7 separate regions of the Mus musculus genome follow, and all the other regions are linked to region 1. Evidence: chromatin contacts called from public ChIA-PET, Hi-C and HiChIP or PLAC-seq data. All regions are on one chromosome and are shown on one strand. Each heading gives the region's core, a stretch centred on a gene start, on an enhancer-like site or on the middle of the called end of the contact. The rest is flanking DNA. Distances are from core to core; before and after follow the strand shown. Region 1 holds the start of Usp48 (ubiquitin specific peptidase 48). Region 2 holds the start of Kdm1a (lysine (K)-specific demethylase 1A). Region 3 holds the start of Lactbl1 (lactamase, beta-like 1). Region 4 holds the start of Mul1 (mitochondrial ubiquitin ligase activator of NFKB 1). Region 5 holds the start of Pink1 (PTEN induced putative kinase 1). Region 6 holds the start of Ddost (dolichyl-di-phosphooligosaccharide-protein glycotransferase). Region 7 holds the start of C1qc (complement component 1, q subcomponent, C chain).

Region 1 (2,817 bases), core at 178-2,677:
TGTCTCCAAAAAACAAACAAACAAACAAACAAACAAACAACAAAAAAAGAAACTCACTAAATTAGCAAGGCTCTACCCTTCACCACCAGAGTACTGGGATTAAAGGTGGGCCCCACAAAACAAACAAACAACAAAAAAAGAAACTCACTAAATTTGCAAGGCTCTACCCTTCACCACCAGAGTACTGGGATTAAAGGTGGGCCCCACAACAGTGTTCAACTGTTAACCAGTGGTATAGGAATTCAGTGTTTATTTGTTTGACTTTTTTTTTTTTTCCTTCCAGGAGACGAGGTTTCTCTGTGTGGCCCTGGCTGTCCTGGAACTCACTCTGTAGACAAGGTTGGCCCACTAACTCAGAGATCTACCTGTCTCTGCCTCCTGAGATTAAAAGTGTGTGCCACCACCAACCAACTGGTGTAGGAATTCTTTAAGAAAGGAGGTGTATGTGTGTGTGTCCTGACTTAGAAGATTTTTGTGTTTTTTATTTTCAGCCTAAATTCAACCAAAGGACCAAATCTTGCTTCAGTAAATCTTGACTTCAGTTCAAGGTTACTTGGGGGCTGGTGGGGTGGGTTGAGGAGTAGATAAGGGAGGAATTAGTCCTTGAATTCCCACAGGGCTTTTACATATTTAAAGTCCTGGAATTTTCTCTCTTTAGCTGTAATAGCTCTTTTCTGTTACAAAACGCTGTGATTCAGTTTAGCCTTTTTTAGGTCTAAGGGGAAGTAGTTGCAAAAAGGAAATAATATCACAGCAGGGAGCTAGGGTGTACACTCCATAACGAATTAAGACGTCAAAGTGTTGACCCTCTGGTCAACAGCCTACAGCAAAGAACACGTCCCAGACCTGTGTATGCTTCTAAACAACCTGCAACTCAAAGACTGAGCCTATCACTTCGAAGACTACAAACCCCAGGATGCCTCGCGCTCCGCGAGTGGCAGAGCGCATTGCACGCTGGGATATGTAGTCCCGTTGTAGCATCCGCAAACCACATAACGCCTCGTGACGTCAGAAAGCACGGGCAAGGAGCCGGAACTCGCCCAGGCTCAAGTGAAATCCTCGATCCGACTGTGGCGTTCCGGCTGCCTCGGTTTCTGCTATTATCAGGTCCCACTCACAGTCCCGGTGGCCCTATGGTGTGCGTTGAGTACTCTATGGTGTAACTTTGTCACAGTAACAGGGGAAGTGTGGAAAGCAAGGGCAAGCTCTCGCTCGTCGGAGTAGACGACGGAGGCTGAAGCGTAGCTAGCTGCCTTCACCATGGCGGAAAAAAGACGTGGCGAGTCGCCTTTGGGCAGACGCTTGGCTTTCTTCCGCCAGTCGGATTACATGGGCTTTCGGCGCAGGGACTCCTGGGAGCACGCATGCGCAGACTGCGGCAGGGCGTACGCCTCCAACGTCCGCAGGCGCGGGGTCTGTCGGGTATCGGCGGCGGCGGCGGCGCTTTGCGGCTGGTCGTGCGAGCTGGGCGCGGGCGGGCGGGCGCGGCGGCCGTGGCGCGCGCAGGTGATTGACTGCTCTCCTGTCTGAGGGCAGCGCTGGGTTCTTTCGGCTGGCAGGGGCCCGTGCCCATTCGGGCGGAGACGGAGGCGGCGCCGGAGGCCACCGGGCTCGGCGAGTGCTACCTCGGTCAAGGCTATGGCTCCGCGGCTGCAGCTGGAGAAGGCGGCCTGGCGCTGGGCGGAGACGGTGCGGCCCGAGGAGGTGTCGCAGGAGCACATCGAGACCGCCTACCGCATCTGGCTGGAGCCTTGTATCCGAGGCGTGTGCAGGTGAGGTCCTCGCGTGGCCGAGGCGGGATCGGGGGACGGGGGACCGGGAACCAGGGCGATGCACGGTGTTACTGCATCTCCTTTCAGTTTGCACGACCCGGGAGCTACGCAGCCCCCGAAGTGATGCGGCTGCTGGGCTCGCATCCTGAAGATGGCGGTGGAGATAGTTGGAGATAGGGCTTAGTAAGTAACGCTGGAGTGTTGTTTGATCTTGGGCATAGCTGTGCGCTTTTCGCTTGTAAAAGGGGAACTTGCCGACAGCGAACTTCGTCGACATTGTATCTCCTGTCATTGCACGCTGAGAAGGCCTGATCACCTAAGTATCACTTGCAGAGAGCAGGTTTAGAAAACCCTTTGGTTAACCTACGTCATCGGTCCCCCGCTCTCATTGGCTGGCTCTCTTTGACCTATAGGTGTTTTCTTTTGGTCACCCTAACTCCACACCACTTTGCAGAGTAAAGTGTTTTTAGCTGTTTAAATTCTGCTCCCCCTTCGTGGCCCTTGGTTCTGATCTTTTTTTGCGTAGAGTGGTTTTCTTATCCCCACCTCGTAGCCTGCACCGGCCTGTGTTCAATCGAATTGATAAACCGAGGCATGCTCCATAGCTCCGTGTCATCGGGCGTGTAGGGAAAAGTGGAAGACGTGGAAGCCTTGGTTCCTGGCTTCAGAGCTGTGCCTCATTTGAGATATAATGTAAGTTAGGAAGTTTTCAAAAGTAAAGCGGGTGCATCTTTCTAAACTCTAGGTGTCTGCTCACAAGGACATTAAGACTCCTCGAAGTTCTGGAACGGCATCAATTTGTATAGTGTGGAATTGAAACAGCTTTACCGAGGCACTCATTTGAAGTGTATAGTTACAGTGCTGGTGGTTTAGCTTGAGAGTAGAGTGGTGGTTTTATGCTTGAGTCCCTTGGTTCAATTACCCGCACAGGGGATATAAAAGACAGAGTTAAGTCTGGGGCTGGAAAGATGGCTAATTAGTAAAGAGGGCTCAGGCTTCTCTTCAAAGGATCACAGTACCATTTGTTCTGAGAACCCACACCAGG
Region 2 (2,817 bases), core at 103-2,602, 990 kb before region 1:
ATCTCTGGTTAAGGCTAATACTGTGCAATAAAGCCACACCAATGCTTAGCAAGGTTACTGACCCAGAGGGTTGTTTGTTTGTTTGTTTGTTTGTTTCAATATCGAATTACACCTTGTCAAAACACCAAACTCTGAAACTGCAAACCTCTTTTTACTCATTCTTAAAATGAAGCTAACAATACCAGTCCAGTGGTGTTTGGGAAAACGAAAAACGCTGGCCCTGTGCCAAATGCACCATCTGGCATACTGGGGTGTGAGACAGAGGTTATCTGTGGATAGTGTTGGATTTGATGCCAAATCTTTATCTTTATATTCGCCCCGTGTCCAACTGGTATTCTTCATTCGCTTCCACAATTTGAAAAAGTCTACCCGGGCCCCAAGAAAGCGCTGGCCTCCAGGCCTGACAACCTCAGTTCGATTCCTTAGCATGGCGGAAAGACAGGAAGGACTCAGGCGAGCTATCCTATGACCCCAACTCGCACACGCACAATAAACGATTGGTTTTTGTATATTTTATTATTTTATCTTTAAAAAAAAGAAAGAAAGAAATAAGAGTCTACGCGTACCTGGCGTACAGCAAGACCTTTCAAAAACAAAGAAAAAGTCTCTTTCTTTTCATGCAGCTTGACTCTTAGAGCATCACACCCATCTCCCCGGTGTACACAACCCAGAAGCCGTCCGCCGTCCGCACACATCAGACACACAGGTAGACAAACGCGTCGGGAAGCCATCTTTCCCAGTCAGACCATCAGGGTCACACCCTCCAGCGCCCGATACACCGGGTCCCCGCACAAAGGCCGGGCCTCCCCTCCCCCGGCCCCACTCCGGTCCCCGGGACCAGCGGTTCGATCACGGCCTCACCTTGGCCCGCTTGCGCCGGCTGGTCCGTCGGCCCTCCGGGGTCTCGGCTATTCCGGTCTCCATGGGCGTCGCGGAGCCGGGCCCGGCTGTGGGCCCCGCCTGGGGCCCAGCAGACCCCGGCGGCTCGGCTAGGCCCCCGGGCGGCGAGGCCCGCGGAGGCTCCTTCTTTCGGGGAGTGCGCTCGCCCGCCGCCCCCGTAGCCATGTCGGTGGGGCCCGTCAGGCCCGCGGGCGGCGCGGCCACCTCAGAGCCGTTCTCGGCACCGCCCGCCGCCCCGGACCCGGCCTCGGTCCCAGCAGCCGCCGCCGCCGCCGCTGCCGCTGCCGCCGCCGCCGCCTTCTTCCCAGACAACATCTCGGGCCGCCTGGCCGCCGCGGGCCGCAGGGGCCGATCGGTCTGCCGCTCCGTGGGTCCGCAGCCGCCTCGCGCCTCTCCGCCCCGCACCTCTCACGCTCCGTGCGAAGCCAAACACCCCCGCGTGCGCACGCGCCCTGCGCGCTCCCGCCGCACCAGGACAAAAAAGCAGCCGCTTGTCCCCGGCTCAAGACCAGAGAGCGACGTCCTGGAGGCTAGAGCGGCGCCGCAGCTCCGATCGCGAGGCTGACCTAGAGCGCCCCCTGCGATTGGGAGTGCGACCCAGCATATCCGCCTGACTTCGGGTTCTGAGCCCGACCGTTTTCATCAAGGACTCTCAATATTCACCCCATACACTAGTCACTTCAACTAATAACATTCACTCTCCCTGCAGGACAAGGGGTGGATTATGGAATTCCGGCTTTCAGAGGGCTTACTACCTAATTGAGACAGGGGAACACTCTGAAGTACAACTTAATTAATGATCACTTAATTATCCTGTGCTCTGTAACTCAACCTTTAGAGCACTGGCCCAGAATGTATATGGCCCCGAGTTATCCCTAGAGCTAGGGAAACTAGCTTCATAATGGCCCTGCTTGGACTGTGGGGAAATAAAGAGTGCACGAATTTCCACGGTAATAAAATAGAGAGAAATGAGGAATTTCTGGTTTGAGTCAAAGTGGACTCGCTCTTGCCTCCAAGCCGTGTTTATTTTCTTTCTTGAGGCTGCACATGCTCGCCACCATGCCTCCTCCTCCATGCCTCTCATCTCCAGGCGCATAACACTTCTTCAACCTAGGTCAGTTCTTTCTTTTCTTTTTTTCTTTTTTGGGGAGGGGGGTGGGGGATTGGTTTTTCCGAGACAGGGTTTCTCTGTATAGCCCAGCCTGTCCTGGAACTCACTTTGTAGGCCAGACTGGCCTCTAACTCAGAAATCCACCTGCCTCTGCCTCTGCCTCCCAAGTGCTGAGATTAAAGGCATGTGCCACCACTGCCCGGCTTGGTCAGTTCTTTCTAATGTTGTGAATGTGGGTGTTTTATTCATGAGATGTTGAGATGTATAGGATGTTGGGGGGCTATGAGATATTCACCAGAGAAGAATGCAGGCATGGGTTTAAGCCAATAGAAAGTATTTACTTGGGGCCTGGGGAGATGGGGGGCTGGAGAGATGGCTCAGTGGTTAAGAGAAGTGACTGCTCTTTCAGAGGTCCTGAGTTCAATTCCCAGCAACTACATGGTGGCTCACAACCATCTGTAATGGGATCTGATGCCCTCTTCCGGTGTGTCTGAAGACAGCTACAGTGTACTTAGAAATAATAAATAAAACTTTTTTAAAAGCTTCAGTTAGCCAGAAGCAGAACTACAGAAGCCAAAAAGCAAGGTCAGTCCATTTCCCAAAACTACGGACTTAAATGGATTAAGCCTTTGTTTTAGTTTTGGCAGGTGGTACTGTCTATGTGTTAAGTTTTACAGCTTAAATGGTATTTCCACCATTGAGTTAACTGTGGTAAGATCTTTCAGCCTACTAAGATTTGGGGCCCTGTTACAGGGTTTTGCTGGTTTGTTTAATTCTTCCAAGGTGATGAAGTTGAACACAGAACA
Region 3 (2,817 bases), core at 133-2,632, 970 kb before region 1:
GCTGTGAGTATGTGTGTTTATGTGCTAGTGTGTGTATGTGTGTGTTTATGTGCTAGTGTGTGTGTGTATGTGTGTATATATGTGTGTGTGCTGGTGTGTTTCTTTGTATGTATGTGAGTATGTGTGTGTATGTATATGAATGTGTATCTGTGTCTGTGTGTGTGTTTGATCTTTCTTGTTTCACAGGTATAGAACCTGAAGACCAATTCTCCAGTAAAATACCTTTAAAGGAAGAGCAAGCTGGGACATTCCATGTACACCTTCTGCCATCTAGTGGTGATTTGCTATATGACATGGTGTGGATTCTCTTCTAGCTGAATTGGAAATAATCCGGATTTACAAGGGAGAAACACCTGCCTCCAGAAGCTGGGTCAACTTGAGTATCCAGGAGGAGTGCCACAGAAGACAGTGGAGTCATTGAGACATGGGTGGGTCCCCTAAGGGAAGTCTTGCAGGCCCTTGCAGTAAACTATCTGACTCAGATCATCAGTCCTAGCTTTGACATGCCACCCCCCCACCCCCCGACGACCTCATAGTCAGTCAGATGGAGATATAAGGAAGGCTTTGGGGACCAGGGGAGGGGGACCTGTGTCCTGTGTTCCAATCTTAGCCCTTGCTCTTCCTGGGAACTTTGAATATCAGCTCCTTTGGATGGATGGAAAGTGTGACAAGCTAGATTCTTCTTCCTGCAGTTCCTGTGCAGATCAAAGACACAGACAGCCTGTAAGATGGCTCAGTAGGTAGAGGTGCTTGCCACCACGCCTGATGACCTGAATTCAATCCCTGGGACCCACACAGTGGAAAGAGAAAACCACTTCTTGCGAGTTGTCCTCTGACATTCCCGAAAATCTAAGTCAGTCTTAGATTTTCTTAGACTTAGAAAAAAAATCTAAAGTCAGCCTTTGGACCAGATTGGGAGTTTGATACCAGAGCCAAGTCATGAGTGCCAGCCTTGGCAGAGCCAGCCCCTCCTAGGGGCAGGTCACGGGCTTCTGCCTTAGAAGCACTCTCCTACTTAATTAGCTGTAGTCATTATTGTCCTCATTTACAAAGAAACCGAGAGAGTCTCACTTCCAGGTAACAGTGGCTCTCCTGGGCACTTAATAGAAAGGCTCACACCTGTGTTCTCAGAGGTGACTGGTGAACTGGTTTGAGCTTGGAAAAGGGTTCTAAGGGCCTGAGGGTCAGATCCTGGTAGCTGTCTTTTGTCACCTCTTTTCCTGAGTTTCTTCATGCCCCCGGACTATAGCTTCTGTGGTCACATGGCATAGATGTCCGGCACTCTGATACATCTGCCCAGCTTCCCTGCTGCCAGGGCTCCTGGGAAGCTAATCCTCTAGGCAGAGGACAGCGAGGGATTAGAGCTGGAGAAATGAGGGCCACATCTGTCACGGCTGCTGGCAGTTTGGGCAAAGCTCATGCTGAGCGTTCAGGAAGACCCTTGAAACACAGGGATCCCGGTTGAAAGAGCTGAATTGTGGATTCCATTAGATCCTTCTGGAAGTAGGTAAAATGTGAGAGTCTGGGGCCTGGCAGATGGTTGTGGGGGAAGGAGCTGGAATTAGAGGCTGGTAGATTTGGGGTAGGTTTGGTGCCCTCCTTCAGGTTTGCCTGAGATAGAAGGGGTTCTGGGTCTTCTAGTGCAAGAAGCAGGATAGTCCTGGACAATCAGGCACTGCGAATCAGCCAGGCTTCTGAGCTTGGGAAGTGGGGTCCTCCTTCCCCACCATCCTCATTTTACCCCCTTTCTAGCTATTTTCTGTCCCTTCTTCTCCCAGGACATGTCTTTATTATTAATTTTATGTGTATGTATGTTTCCCCATTTATGCTTGTATCATGGGTAGGTCTGGCATCCCTGGAGAGTGTCAGAACCCCAGAAACTGTGGTTATAGATGGTTGTGAGCTACCATGTAGATGCAGGGAATTGAACCCAGATCCTCTGAAATAGCAGCAGTGCTCTTAAGCTCTGAGCCATCTCTCCGGGCCCTGTCTCCCCACTGCTCCCACTTCTTCTTGCCTTTGCTTCTCTTAGTTTCCTGTCCACAGGGTTTCCTGCGCTGCAGGCCAGAATCCTCAAGGAGCTGGAATCTTCCATGCCCTAAGGAAGATGAAGACTCGGGTGAGTCCCAATCAGGAAGTCACACATTTTCTTGGTCAACATCCCTAGCTCCTCCTCAGCTGCTTGCTCAGTGACTCTGCCCTCCTTCCCACCCTGGCTGCTTCACCTGCTTCCCCACCGGAGCCTCTGCTCTTGCTTGTTTCTCTCTGGAACAAGTAAAGCAACTATGACAGTTGAGCTAACACTTGTTATTGTAACACAACTTGTTTGCCAATCGATCCATGCTTCCTGCACAGCTCTGTAGGGGCTCACCTGAGCTCTCCCGGGGGGAGGGGCAGTCTTCTGGCTTCAAGAGGTGAAGTCATTTGTCCAGAGCTGGAAGGTGCAGAGCTGAGCTCAGGTTCTGTTTGTTGCCCTTTCCAGAGTGTTATACAAATGATGCTACAATCCGTCCGCGTTTGAGAATGGTTTATTTATTTCACTTAGCACAGTGCATTTAAGATTTATACATATTATTATATATATAGATACTCTATTCTTTATGTTGCTATGTAACATTCGATTGCATGGACCTATGAGTCATATTTTCATTCATCATTGAAGGATATTTGGTTGGTTCAGGCCTTTGAAAAGTTATAAGTAGCTAGGAGATGGCTCACTTGGTAAAGTACTCAAAGACCCAGGTTCAATCCCCAGTACTATATAAAAAACCTGAGGGGCAGTGGTTCGTACCCTCAATCCCAGTGCCGGGGAGGCAG
Region 4 (2,817 bases), core at 100-2,599, 840 kb after region 1:
CTGCAAGGAGAACCCAGGCTTTGCAGGCAGATGTGCTGGCTAAGACTTGCGGCGACTCTGATGTCTGAGAGGAGTTGGACGAGTTCTCCAAAGGTCACCTGGGTTGAAGCCCATTATCATTTTTAGTTAAAGGTCTGAGTGTATTTATATTCTCCCCACCACTTGTTTTTTTGAGACAAGGCTTCTCTGTGTAGTCCCAACTGTACTAGAACTCGTTCTGTAGACCAGGCTGGCCTTGAACTCAGAGGTCTGCCTTCCTCTGCTTCCTGAGTGCTGGACTGTGTGTATTTCTTAACCGAAGCCTCAGTTTCCTCTCCTGAAACTCTACTGTGGCAGTGGTTGAATGCATCAAATGCTGGTCTGGAGTGACTGGGACGGAGCTAAGTGGAAGAACACTTGAAACCCTGGGTTTGGTCCCTAGATAGTGGAGTGAAACACAGGCCAGGCCTAAGAAATACGAACTACAGTACAAGGCATATAATAGTCACTCAATAAAAATATTTGCTGTTATTATTAAATAAGCAGTATGCTGTTTTGGGGGTGGCGTGGCAGTAGATTAAGAGCTATTTTCGCGATTCAACTGGTGTAGAATCAATTCAACTGGTGTAGTGGTTGAGGGCTTTGAAGCTGGACTAATTTTTCTCCAGCTCTCCTTTGCAGTATGGCTCCGACCATGTTCTCCATCCCCTCTGGCCCCAGTTTCTTTTTTCTTCTTCTTTCTTCTCTTCTTCTTCTTCCTCTTCCTCCTTCTTCTTCTTTTTTGGTTTTTCGAGACAGGGTTTCTCTGTATTGTCCTGGAACTTACTTTGTAGACCAGGCTGGCCTCGAACTCAGAAATCCGCCTGCCTCTGCCTCCCAAGTGCTGGGATTAAAGGTGTGCGTCACCACGCCGGGCTAGTTTCTTCATCTTTAAAAGCCAGGTTTCAAGGTTCTCCGATAGCTTAAAGCCTAACACTTCTTGGTGCTGAACACGCGTTTTACTCAGCTCCCCATCTGACGGCGGCGACATCAAATAATCCAGCAAGGGCTGGAGAAACAGACCAGTGAGTAAAGGTGCTTTGCCACCATGGCTAAGAACTTGAGTTCCATCCCAAGGACCCATAAAGTAGGAGAAACCGGGACGCTCAGATCGAGTCCTGCCCTCTATAGGTGCACCAAGGCACGCTCTCATAGGATAAATTAGATGTCATTTAACAATAACGGAGCAAGAACGTCTAGAAACCCGGAGGGAGAGCTCCCACGTGACCACAGCCAGCCCCACCGGTTTCCCAGGAGGCCGCAGTAACGTCGCAACCACCTAGGCAACGTCTTTGCTCCACCCCCGTCCTCCACTTCCGGTTTTTACGTCATCGACGGGCGACGGGTTCCGGGAAGGGCTGCGCGGCTGCGTAGGGGTCGCAGGTGATTTCGAGGCGGCTGGTGCGGCTTGGGGTCGCCATGGAGAGCGGTTCGCGACCGTCGCTCGGCCAGGTCATCCTGCTGGGCACCAGTTCGATGGTCACCGCCGTACTGTACTCCATATACCGGCAGAAGGCCCAGGTCGCGCAGGAACTCAAGGTCAGTGCGGGGGGTGGGGTGGGCAGCCCGGTCTCACTGGCAGCTCGCGCCGGGGCGCACCGGGGAGCCACAGGGCCCCAGACGACGCGCAGCCAGAGGGGATCCCGGGCACCTGCTGCAGCGAGGCTGCCCCCCCCCAGTGACCCTCAGTGTCACTGGACGTTATTGCAGTGCTGTAAAACTGTTTCTCGAAAACCTGCTGGGCACCAGGTAGTGAGAAAAACAGGCCATTGTCCTGGTGCACAGTGCATTCTAGGTCAACCACACGCCTACACGTAATTGGATCGTGTGATAGGGCGAGAATCGGGTTGGAGTAGGGCAGAGAAAAGCGGAAAGATAGGGAAACGGAGAGTTCCGTTCCTTTTGCTATAGTAAAATATCTGACAGAAAGCAGCTTAGGAGAGGGAGAAGGGTTATTTCGTTTGTAGTTTCAGGTTACCATTCATCATCGCGGGGAAGTCCAGGCCAGGAACTTGAGTCAGCTGCAAATCACGTCTGAGTCGAGAGAAACAACTATTAAACAGTCCAGAGCCCAGACCTAGAGAATGGTGTCAGTCACAACACAACAGCGAGTTTCCCCCCTTCAGTTAGAGCTATCAGGACAGTGTCTAAACAGCTATGCCTACACAGGCTGACTCAATATAGACAGTTCCTTGTTGAGACACTCTTTCCAAGTGATTCTAGATTATGGCCATTGACAGGGGGGCGTCGCCATTTTAAACAAGGTGATACTTGGGTCGGAGATGGAGGATGTGAAGATATGTAAGGCAGGGGTGATTCCAACGTGAAGAACAGCAAACTTAGAGGCTCATTTGGAGAACAGAGAACTTAAAGGCTCATCTATTTAACCGCTCCGCTCCAGGTTTCTACAGTCATTTCTTTGTATATTATAGTTACTTTAAAACTACATTCTCATTTGAGGGTTGCACTTAACAGCTCAGACGGCACATTTCCGTCTCTGTTTTATTTTTGTCTCCAGTCCCAGGTGATCTTTTGGCCTCTATTGGGTACCAGGCATGTATGTGATACACAGACATGCATGCAGGCAAAACCACCCATATAATAAAAAGTAATAAGGTAAAGATGTGAAAGGCCCTTGCTTTTGTGTTAGGACCCAGAGATAAAGCTGGGGTGGAGCGGAGCCCCCAGGGGTCTTCGCCCTCACTGGCTTGTCGCTGTTAATTTAGCTTTTGTAGTTGGCTTGTTGAGGACTGGTGGCTGAGGCTGGCTCTTATGGGTACCGTGGCACAGCTCTGCCTG
Region 5 (2,817 bases), core at 175-2,674, 730 kb after region 1:
TTCTCTGTATAGCCCTGGCTGTCCTGGAACTCACTTTGTAGACCAGGCTGGCCTCGAACTCAGAAATCCGCCTGCCTCTGCCTCCTGAGTGACTTTTTTTTTTCAATTGGATATTTTATTTATTTACATTCCAAATGTTATCATCCAGCCGGGCTGTGGTGGTGCACACCTTTAATCCCAGCACTTGGGAGGCAGAGGCAGGTGGATTTCTGAGTTCGAGGCCAGCCTGGTCTACAAAGTGAGTTCCAGGACAGCCAGGGCTACACAGAGAAACCCTGTCTTGAAAAACTAAAAAAAAAAAAAGTTCAAGACAAACCTGGGCTACATATACAAATCAAGGCTCTGTCCCCCTTTTATGCATCCCAAAAGAAAAGAAATTTACTCAAAGCCATTTGTTACAGTGCAACAGAGACCAATAATCAGCAGCTTTTAAACCATACTGTTTGCAAAGTGTCGGCATATCAGGCCATCAGTAATGGGAAATAGGTCAGCCTTAATTAACAGATCAATTCCAAGAAATGTATAGTCCAAGTCATAGATAGATTTTAATCTTTGCCTTATCCCCTGATCTACCTACCCCCCCCCCCAAGGTCTAGGCATGTCCTCATGCTCTTAGACACATAACTAAGATGCCACCAGCCACTCAGTCTGGTCCACGAGTACCCCACCCCCTTAAATTGCCCAATCACGGCTCAGAGACCTGCCCTTCCCAATGCCCAGGCTCCTACCACGCCCTGGTTCACGACCCGCCCCTACACCACTAGGATTCTGAGGCTGCCCCAACAACTATCCAACTAACTCCGCCCTTGCTGTCCAATTTGGCCCCGCCCCACCCAGATCACTCACTCTCCTAACCCCGCCTCCTCCTGGCCTAGGCCCCGCCCCGGCCCGGCTGGCCTCAGGGCTACACTCTGGCCCGGTTCGGCCCGCTCCCGGCGCTCCCGCCCACCGCCGCTCTCACCTGGATCTCCTGACAGGCCGAGGCGGCCCTCCGGCCTTCCGCCTGCTTCTCCTCGATCAGCCCCAGCCCCAGCCCGAAGGCCAGGAAGACCGCTCGGCCGCAAGGGCCTGCGCCGCCCCGGGCCCGCACCATGAACTGCCTCTGGATCCGCGCCGCCAGCCCAGCTACCGACTGGCGGAAGAAGCGGTAGCGGTCCGGGAGGGGGAGCCCGACCGGCCGAGGCTGTGCTCCGGGGCTTACGACCTGGCCTGGGCGCTCTCCGCGGCCCCAGGCCGCCGCGGGGCCGGGCTTCCCCCAGCCGAACAGCGGGCCGGGCTTGGGCGCGAAGCGCAGCAGCAGCGCCCGACCCAGCTGCAGGCCTCGGCCCAGTGCCTGTCGCACCGCCATGGTGGCGCGGTGACCGGAGCCAGCTGCCACCGCCACAAACGTCTGGGACAACAACAAACTTCGGGGGCGGCGCCTGTGCGCAAGCGCGGGGGGCGGTCCCCGGCAGTTCTCCTGCGCAGCACGCGGGGGCGCTACCCGCTCATCCCTGCATCCCTTGGTGCAGCTGGTTTGCACTTTGAACCCAGGTCGAGGGGTTGTGAACAACTTCACTGGTCCTGGTTAAGATGAGACGTTGAGCCAGGAAACTAATATTTGTTATCAGTCACCGATCCAGGCCCTTTACACCTGTTAGCTAGTTTGACTGTCCCCCCCATGATATGAGTGCCAATTTTGTAGATAAGCGACTGTGGTGTTTCCAGATTGCTTGCAGGTATTAGAGTTGAGGTTGAAGTTCACACTGCCCTGGCTATCGAGGGAAGACCTTGGCTCTTCTCCCCCACTCCCAAGTGCTCTCATGCTCCTGTACAGACAGGTTGGAGGTTCCGGGGCTTAGATCTTGGAGGGAAATCTTGACCAAAGGCCATAATTTATGCACCAGTGGGTGCAGGAGCTGAGGTCTGAGACTGACTGGGAGACTTAACCAGAAGCCACCCAGATGCTTAATAAATCCCTATGACTTAAACTGCTTGTTACGAATAGCTAGCTGATAATAAGGTTATTAACCCTGTTACTATTTTTACTCATTTTATTTTACTTTATTTGAGACAAGGCCTTGCATAGCCCTGGTTGGCTTGGAATTCTTCCTGTAGACTAGGATGGCCCTCTGGAGTGTGGGGATTACAGGTATATACCACCACATCAGGCTGAATAATCTTTTTGCTTGTCTCTGACTTAAGCATAATTTTGTGTGTGTGTGTGTGTGTGTGTGTGTGTAAAATCACATAATACCAAATACTGGTCATCCAGTGAAATTTTTAATTTTTTTCAAAGCCTATTTTTTTTGGGGGGGGGGGGTGTTGAGACAGGGTTTCTCTGTATAGCCCTGGCTCTCCTGGAGCTCACTCTGTAGACCAGGCTGGCCTCGAACTCAGAAATCCACCTGCCTCTGCCTCCCAAGTGCGGGATTAAAGGCGTGTGCCACCACTGCCCAGCCTTCAAAGCCTATTTTAAATGATGGTTCTTCAATGCTTTAACCTCTCTTTTAACCCACTACCCACCAGAGGTAGTGTTGGGAGCCGCCCCCACATTCGCCGTCACAAGATGGCGCTGACATCCTGTGTTCTAAGTGGTAAACAAATAATCTGCGCATGTGCCAAGGGTATTTTACGACTACTTGTACTCTGCCTTTCCCGTGAACGTCAGCTCGGCCATGGGCTGCAGCCAATCAGGGAGTGATGCGTCCTAGGCGAAATATAACTCTCCTAAAAAGGGGACGGGTTTTCCGCCATTCTCTCTCGCTGGCATCTCTCTGGCTCTGCGCGCCCTGCGCTCTCTCGCTGCCTAAAGATGTAAACAATAGAGCGCGCTCT
Region 6 (2,817 bases), core at 208-2,707, 710 kb after region 1:
AACTCAAGGGTGTGTGCGAAGGTTGGCAGTACTCAGAGCAGAGAGCAGAGGCGGTTGAAGCTATAGGGAGAGGTGTAGGTGGGTACCTTGAAAGGGTGTCCTAACAATGGCACATCCCTAAAGTCAGTGTCACTGAGTGGTGTGGTTGGGCTTCAGAGAAGTTTAGGAACGATAATTATTATATGGAGACGGTCACATCCAGCTGGCCTGGGACTTGCATGTAGCTGAGGACAACTTTGCACTAATTATCCTGATGTTTGTATCTCGAGTGCTGAGGTTACAGCTGCCAGCTGCCATGCCTAGTTTTCTATGATACTGGGCATCAAACCCAGGCCTTCCTGCAATCTAGATAATGCATGCATCTTACCCACTGAAGTACACATCCCTAGACCTCTACGTTTTATTTCTGTCCTGAATCTTGGGTTGGTGTGTGTGTGTGTGTGTCAGAAGACAACTTGCAGAAGGCCGTTCTCTCCTTCCACCGTCTGGGGCCCAGGGATTGAACTCACGACGTCAGTCTTGGTGGCAAACAAGCACCTTTATCAGCTGAACCATCTTGCTGGCACCCCATGTTGGCTTATAGACAATTCCGCTAGGCACCACGCAGCAGCTTGGGTAGCCGCCAGCCAGGTGCGAGCCAGGCGTGTAAGGACTCCTCTCGGCTAACCTGCCTCTCTCCCTATCTCCTATTCTCTCCTCTCTCCCCCCAGATGTTCTCAGCTGGCCTCTTCTCTACCATTCTCTGTTCCCCTTTTCGGTCTCTACCCCGTCCCAAGTCCCCTTCCCTTCCACCGACGATAAATCGTCTTTACACTAGGTCTGTCGCGTGGCTTGATTGTTCAGGGGATCACCTTGGCCGGCCAGCCAAGTTGCTCCCTCCCGCCGCATTATACCAGCTCTCAATATGTGACCCCAGCAGGCCTGGACTCACTATGTGGACCAGGCTGGCCTCGAAGTCACAAAGATCTGCCTCTGCCTCCCACTCGAGTGCTGAAATTAAAAGCACGAGCCACCAATCCTGGTTGTGAAGAGCCTTTTGATCACTAACCTTCTCCTTGGCCATCCACCCTGTTTCGGGCCTGGCCAGAGCCTATTTCCCCACCTCATTGCTCTCAAGAGATAAGGGCCTGCTTCCGAGCCCGTTAGACTAGCGACAGGCGAGGAATTCACCCCTATCTGGTCCTGGTAATGACAACTGCGTCCTGGGGGAAAAGGGGCGGCTGCCTAGGAAACGGAAAATCTGGAGACGCTAGAGGAGAGTTTGAGAGATGTGGCGGGAGCTAGCCTGGGCGGAGGCAAAGGGCGCCCGGCTTTGTTGATTGGCAGCAGCTACGGAGCTGTCTCTCTTGGATTGGCCCTTTTCCATGGGGGAGGCGGAGCCTCAAGTGCGTTTCGCCAATAAGGTACAGAGACTCGGCCTCCGGAGGGCCACTTCCGGTGGCGTTCCCTGCTTCTTGGTCCGTCCCCGCAGCGGCGTGGGCCGCGGGGCCACGGAGTACCCGGACCGCTTCCAAGTGGTACTCCGCCGCTGCGAGCGGCCATTGGGCGGCCGCGAGGGACGCTTCCGGTGCCCAGGTGCTGGCCTGGGCTGCTGGGAGATGAAGATGGATCCCCGCCTCGCCGTCCGCGCCTGGCCCCTCTGCGGGCTGCTGCTGGCCGTGCTCGGCTGCGTCTGCGCCAGCGGCCCCCGCACCCTCGTGCTGCTGGACAACCTGAACGTGCGGGACACGCACTCGCTGTTCTTCCGCAGCCTGAAGGGTGAGCGCCGAGCAGAGCCGAGGGAATGGCCCGGGTTGGGGCGGAGACGGCAGCCCCCTCCGAGGGCTGCAGCAGGGATTCCTCTCCTGACCGGGTTCCGGGTTTCTTTCCTCCAGACCGGGGCTTTGAGCTCACCTTCAAGACCGCAGATGACCCCAGCTTGTCCCTCATTAAGTACGGGGAGTTCCTCTATGACAACCTTATCATCTTTTCCCCGTCGGTGGAAGGTAAGGGCGCGCGTCGCCCCTCGAAATGGGATTGGGGGGGCTCAGGAGACGGCTGTCTTCTTGTTCCTGGGCATGTTCTGGGTCTTGGGGTGAGTTTCGAAGTATAGTAGAGGAAAATGTTAATTGCAGCTTGGGCCTCGGAGATTTCATCCGTCAAAAAGATACAGCTAAGGATAGAGTGCCAAATGTCACCCGTAGACATTTCGCTTCTGGAGAAGGGGGTTTTCTCTAACAAGGGTCCTGATAAAGAAACTCTTGATTTGACTTGCTTGTGTACAAAGATTTGTCACATTATTAACATGGATTGCTGTAAAAAGTCATTCTGCAGGTCATAAGAATACAAATAGATACATACCCATCAACCCTTAAGGCCTGATGGATGTGTTTTGGCTGACCAACACAAGGCTAGTTGGTATTGGGGGTGGTGGGAAATATGCATGTATGTGAGGTTGTGCACACTTCTGTGGACGTGTAGAATCGGGTCACCTACTCTGTCACACTCCTCACTCCCTTAAGCCAGGGTCTCTCACTGAACCTGAAGCTTGCCATTTTGACTAAGCAGGCTGGACAGTGAGCTCTCAGATCAGTCTCTGCCTCCTGATGCTTGGGTAATAGGCACCGCTTGTCATTCCCAGCCCTTACTGGAGACTTGAACCCAGTGACCGACCTGTGGCTGCCTGCTAAGCCATCTCACCAGCCCTCAGAGACTACTGAATGGAGTGAAGATCTGTAACTTACACTTAACTATTTCTGTCTTACAAGGCAGTTGAGTCCACCACTAGACATTTCTGTTAAGATCTACTGAGCTGAACTTTGTCTCTCTCTTCCATGT
Region 7 (2,817 bases), core at 120-2,619, 700 kb before region 1:
TAAAGTGCAGCCCAGGGGGGCTCACCGGCTCCCCTCTAGTGAGTAATTCCTTCCAGGGTCGCAAGATTTCATTTGGTGGCTGGGAGGAAAGAGGCCAGTATGGACATTCTTTTTTTTTTTAGGGCGCTTTCCATTAGCCCCCTGTCTCATCCCTCTGTCCCCGAAGTCCCCACGAGTTCTGCTCAGCCCTACTTACCCTCCCTCATGCCCAGACTCCACTGATCTCCCAGGGAAAGCACCCACACTCATAAAGGGCCACAACACCTGCCCTCCTCTCTTCCCTAACCCTAGCAGCCCACTCCTTTCCTTGGCCTGCCCTTCACACCATGACACTCGTGAGAACACCCTGGGTGTGGTCCTGACCACCCTGCCCCTTGCATCCTGATTGACAGAGACCATCACACCTGCTAGGTGCTTAATTTTGTCATCTATGTAAACGTGTTCAAAGCTGTGACAACCTGAGAAACAGGGATTGCAGCACCCATTTCACAGACGTGCAAACTAAGGCACTGTGGGGTTAAAAAAAAAGTTGTGTAAGCTGATAAAGAGGGAGGTGGTGGACTTGGCTTGGTTTTGACCCTCCCATAGGTGCCCCGGCAGTGTGGGCCACCTTCCCTAAGCATCCATCTGTAGAATGAACAGGCTGTCACCTGCCTGCAGGGACAGAGGCTCCTCTTTATTCCCTTCTACAGGATAAGGCAAATGAGGGCAGCATGCTGCAAGGTCACCAGAGTCAGTCTGGAGGCTAAAGTCTGAACTCTGAGGACCTGCAGAAAGAGAGGGCTCTGCGCTTCCCGCCCCAAGGCCAGCCTCCATCCAGGCAAGCAGACTTACCTGGCTCTCCCTTGGGCCCCTGGAGTCCATCATGCCCGTCCTTCCCAGGGGCCCCCGGCATGCCTGGCATCCCTGGGATCCCATAGCAGCCAGCGCTGGCCTGGCTCCTGAGTGGTAGGGCCAGAAGAAACAGCAGCAGCAGGCAAAGTCCACATGGAGGCTGGCAACTGGGTCCAACGACCATCCTGAGGAGGGGCGGGGGTGAGATGGAGGAACTGGTACTGAATTCTCCCTCCCTCTCCTCATTGCCCCGTCCCCTTCCGTAGCCCTTCATCCTGGGGAGTCCACATCCAACCACAGATGGCTGGATGGATGATGGACAGATAGGTAGTGGGTCTCTTCTAAGGTCCAAGCCTTAGAGAAGGCCTATCCCAGCAAACAAAGACACCCCTAGTCCTATGGTTCAGGAGGGTACCTGAGGGGAAACCACAACTCGCTCGCACTGCAGCAGGGTCCCAGCCTCACCTGAGGGTGTAAGGGACTTCAGGCCTAATCACAGAGACGTCCTGTTCTCCCAGACAGGAACATACTGTTTCAGAGCTGTGAGAGAAGAACCGCCCAGAGCAGGGAGAGCCCCCTCCCCCACAGCACCCTAACCCTACATCCCCTTTCCAGAAATTTTCCCTGACTTGACACTTTCTTTTAGGTTCTGATCCAGGCTGACCACAGTGATATCTCTACCCACCCCTTCCTTCCCTGGCCCTAGGTCATGTGTGCCAAAATGAGGAAGTGTCTGCCGTCCCTTCATCCTGAGAACACCAGGGTGTGTGTGTGTGTGTGTGTGTGTGTGTGTGGTGTAGACCTGAACCCAGGGCACAGCTGTCCCTAGGGGCAGGGTGATCATTCTATGGCATCCTCCGTGCTTGAGAATCAATGGCCTTCTATCTCCCTGAGATGAAGTTACAGCCCCTCTTCCAGAAGAGGAAACTGAGGCTTGCCCTAAGTCACACACTGTGCAGTTGCTGGGTGACCCCTGTGTTCAGCAGCTTTCCAGAAACAAGCCTCGCATGAAATTGTCAAGTGGTGGGCCTTAGTCTAGAAACATCCATGTACCCATTCCAGTTGTCAGGCTCAGGGAAGGGTGCCAGGGTGAGCTTGCTTGGCATGGGTGCATCAGAGACAGAGCCTCTGCTTTTCCTTCTTGCTGGTCTCTCCCTGACCAGGAGACGCAGTCACTGCCCCGCAGACTGATCTCCCCACTGGATGTAGGAATTCCAGAGACCTGATTGGCACTACCTCTTCTTTTGCTAGGCCCCCACCACCTTGATGGTTTTTCTACCCCCTTCATCCTGCCCCCACCTTGTCTCTGGTCCTGGAACTTGCAGTGGTCAGGCCAGGCCTCTTCCTGACTCTTTCCTCAAGTGGAATTTATGGGATGAAGGCAGATTGGGGCAGTAGGATAGCCCAACTTAATGCTCTCATTACCTGGATTTGGGGTTGGGCTGGGGTCCTGTGTAGGGCATTGGGGAGGGAGCTACATCTAAGCCAGGCTCTCTACACCCTGCATATGCTACATCCTGACCCACACTAGCAATTCAGGATACCTAGTTGAGCAGCCCACAGGGTCTTGCTCTTTCAGTCCTCCTGACTGTCCCTCCACTTGTAGCCCAGGATATGCTATGTGGCTAAGGTAAGGGTGAGGGACTGGGAGGAGCCGAGCGTGGTGGGCTCTGTATTGTGAGGTGGTAGTGATGAATCCCTTGCTCTTCGGTCTTGGGCGCCTCTGTGCCTGGCCTGGCTCTTCCAGCAGGTGTCAGGCTCGGTCCGTGCTCAGCCTTCTCCACCACGCCCACCATTCTGCCAGGCTCAGCTTCCAGGTTCAGAGGAATTGCGGGTTTTCAGAGTGTCTGGAATGTAGGTTAAGGAAAGGTTCCACACTCTCCACTTACTGGGTCAGGCATGACCCCACAAAGTGACAGGAGCTCTCCACTTTGAGGCCAGACAGCCTGGCTTAGCTGTAGATCCCCCACCTTCCAGCAGGGT

Evidence for each region. A called contact is a pair of places that touch in the nucleus more often than the background predicts. ChIA-PET counts read pairs in DNA pulled down with a chosen protein or histone mark. HiChIP or PLAC-seq counts read pairs in DNA pulled down with a chosen protein or histone mark.
Region 2: a contact with region 1 is called in a Hi-C map of regulatory T cells, with 9 times the contacts expected there. The contact joins the promoter of Kdm1a here to the promoter of Usp48 in region 1. A contact is called at or near these places in 1 of 39 promoter capture datasets (liver), 2 of 484 Hi-C or Micro-C datasets (B cells and regulatory T cells) and 1 of 115 datasets of contacts at active chromatin or transcription factors (bone marrow-derived macrophages).
Region 3: an H3K4me3 HiChIP or PLAC-seq map of bone marrow-derived macrophages shows a contact between it and region 1, with 6 times the contacts expected there. The contact joins the promoter of Lactbl1 here to the promoter of Usp48 in region 1.
Region 4: a contact with region 1 is called in an H3K27ac HiChIP or PLAC-seq map of thymic regulatory T cells, with 4 times the contacts expected there. The contact joins the promoter of Mul1 here to the promoter of Usp48 in region 1. A contact is called at or near these places in 1 of 39 promoter capture datasets (liver), 5 of 484 Hi-C or Micro-C datasets (B cells, CD4 T cells, CD8 T cells and 2 more) and 3 of 115 datasets of contacts at active chromatin or transcription factors (large pre-B cells, memory CD8 T cells and thymic regulatory T cells).
Region 5: a contact with region 1 is called in a Hi-C map of double positive thymocytes, with 4 times the contacts expected there. The contact joins the promoter of Pink1 here to the promoter of Usp48 in region 1. A contact is called at or near these places in 3 of 484 Hi-C or Micro-C datasets (CD4 T cells, double positive thymocytes and erythroblasts) and 2 of 115 datasets of contacts at active chromatin or transcription factors (the 230-238 cell line and large pre-B cells).
Region 6: a contact with region 1 is called in an RNA polymerase II ChIA-PET map of memory CD8 T cells, with 26 read pairs. The contact joins the promoter of Ddost here to the promoter of Usp48 in region 1. A contact is called at or near these places in 2 of 39 promoter capture datasets (liver and pre-B cells), 1 of 484 Hi-C or Micro-C datasets (CD4 T cells) and 3 of 115 datasets of contacts at active chromatin or transcription factors (extraembryonic endoderm stem cells, memory CD8 T cells and pro-B cells).
Region 7: a contact with region 1 is called in an H3K27ac HiChIP or PLAC-seq map of neural progenitor cells, with 2.8 times the contacts expected there. The contact joins the promoter of C1qc here to the promoter of Usp48 in region 1. A contact is called at or near these places in 1 of 39 promoter capture datasets (hippocampal neurons), 2 of 115 datasets of contacts at active chromatin or transcription factors (large pre-B cells and neural progenitor cells) and 2 of 9 other capture datasets (adipose tissue and pancreatic islet).

The regions. Positions count from the first base shown.
Region 1 is chr4:137,592,745-137,595,561 of GRCm38.p6, forward strand. It overlaps Usp48 (ubiquitin specific peptidase 48), which reads left to right and starts at 1,428. Exons shown (of 27, transcript NM_001355588.1): 1 at 1,428-1,772. The coding sequence starts at 1,639.
Region 2 is chr4:136,601,371-136,604,187 of GRCm38.p6, forward strand. It overlaps Kdm1a (lysine (K)-specific demethylase 1A), which reads right to left and starts at 1,353. Exons shown (of 20, transcript NM_001347221.1): 1 at 862-1,353. The coding sequence starts at 1,215.
Region 3 is chr4:136,621,239-136,624,055 of GRCm38.p6, forward strand. It overlaps Lactbl1 (lactamase, beta-like 1), which reads left to right and starts at 1,383. Exons shown (of 8, transcript NM_001243262.1): 1 at 1,383-1,503; 2 at 2,047-2,119. The coding sequence starts at 2,108.
Region 4 is chr4:138,433,323-138,436,139 of GRCm38.p6, forward strand. Mul1 (mitochondrial ubiquitin ligase activator of NFKB 1) reads left to right here and starts at 1,350. Exons shown (of 4, transcript NM_026689.3): 1 at 1,350-1,557. The coding sequence starts at 1,438.
Region 5 is chr4:138,324,872-138,327,688 of GRCm38.p6, forward strand. Pink1 (PTEN induced putative kinase 1) reads right to left here and starts at 1,425. Exons shown (of 8, transcript NM_026880.2): 1 at 962-1,425. The coding sequence starts at 1,348.
Region 6 is chr4:138,303,281-138,306,097 of GRCm38.p6, forward strand. It overlaps Ddost (dolichyl-di-phosphooligosaccharide-protein glycotransferase), which reads left to right and starts at 1,458. Exons shown (of 11, transcript NM_007838.3): 1 at 1,458-1,758; 2 at 1,875-1,985. The coding sequence starts at 1,599.
Region 7 is chr4:136,891,545-136,894,361 of GRCm38.p6, forward strand. It overlaps C1qc (complement component 1, q subcomponent, C chain), which reads right to left and starts at 1,370. Exons shown (of 3, transcript NM_007574.2): 1 at 1,300-1,370; 2 at 835-1,019. The coding sequence starts at 1,018.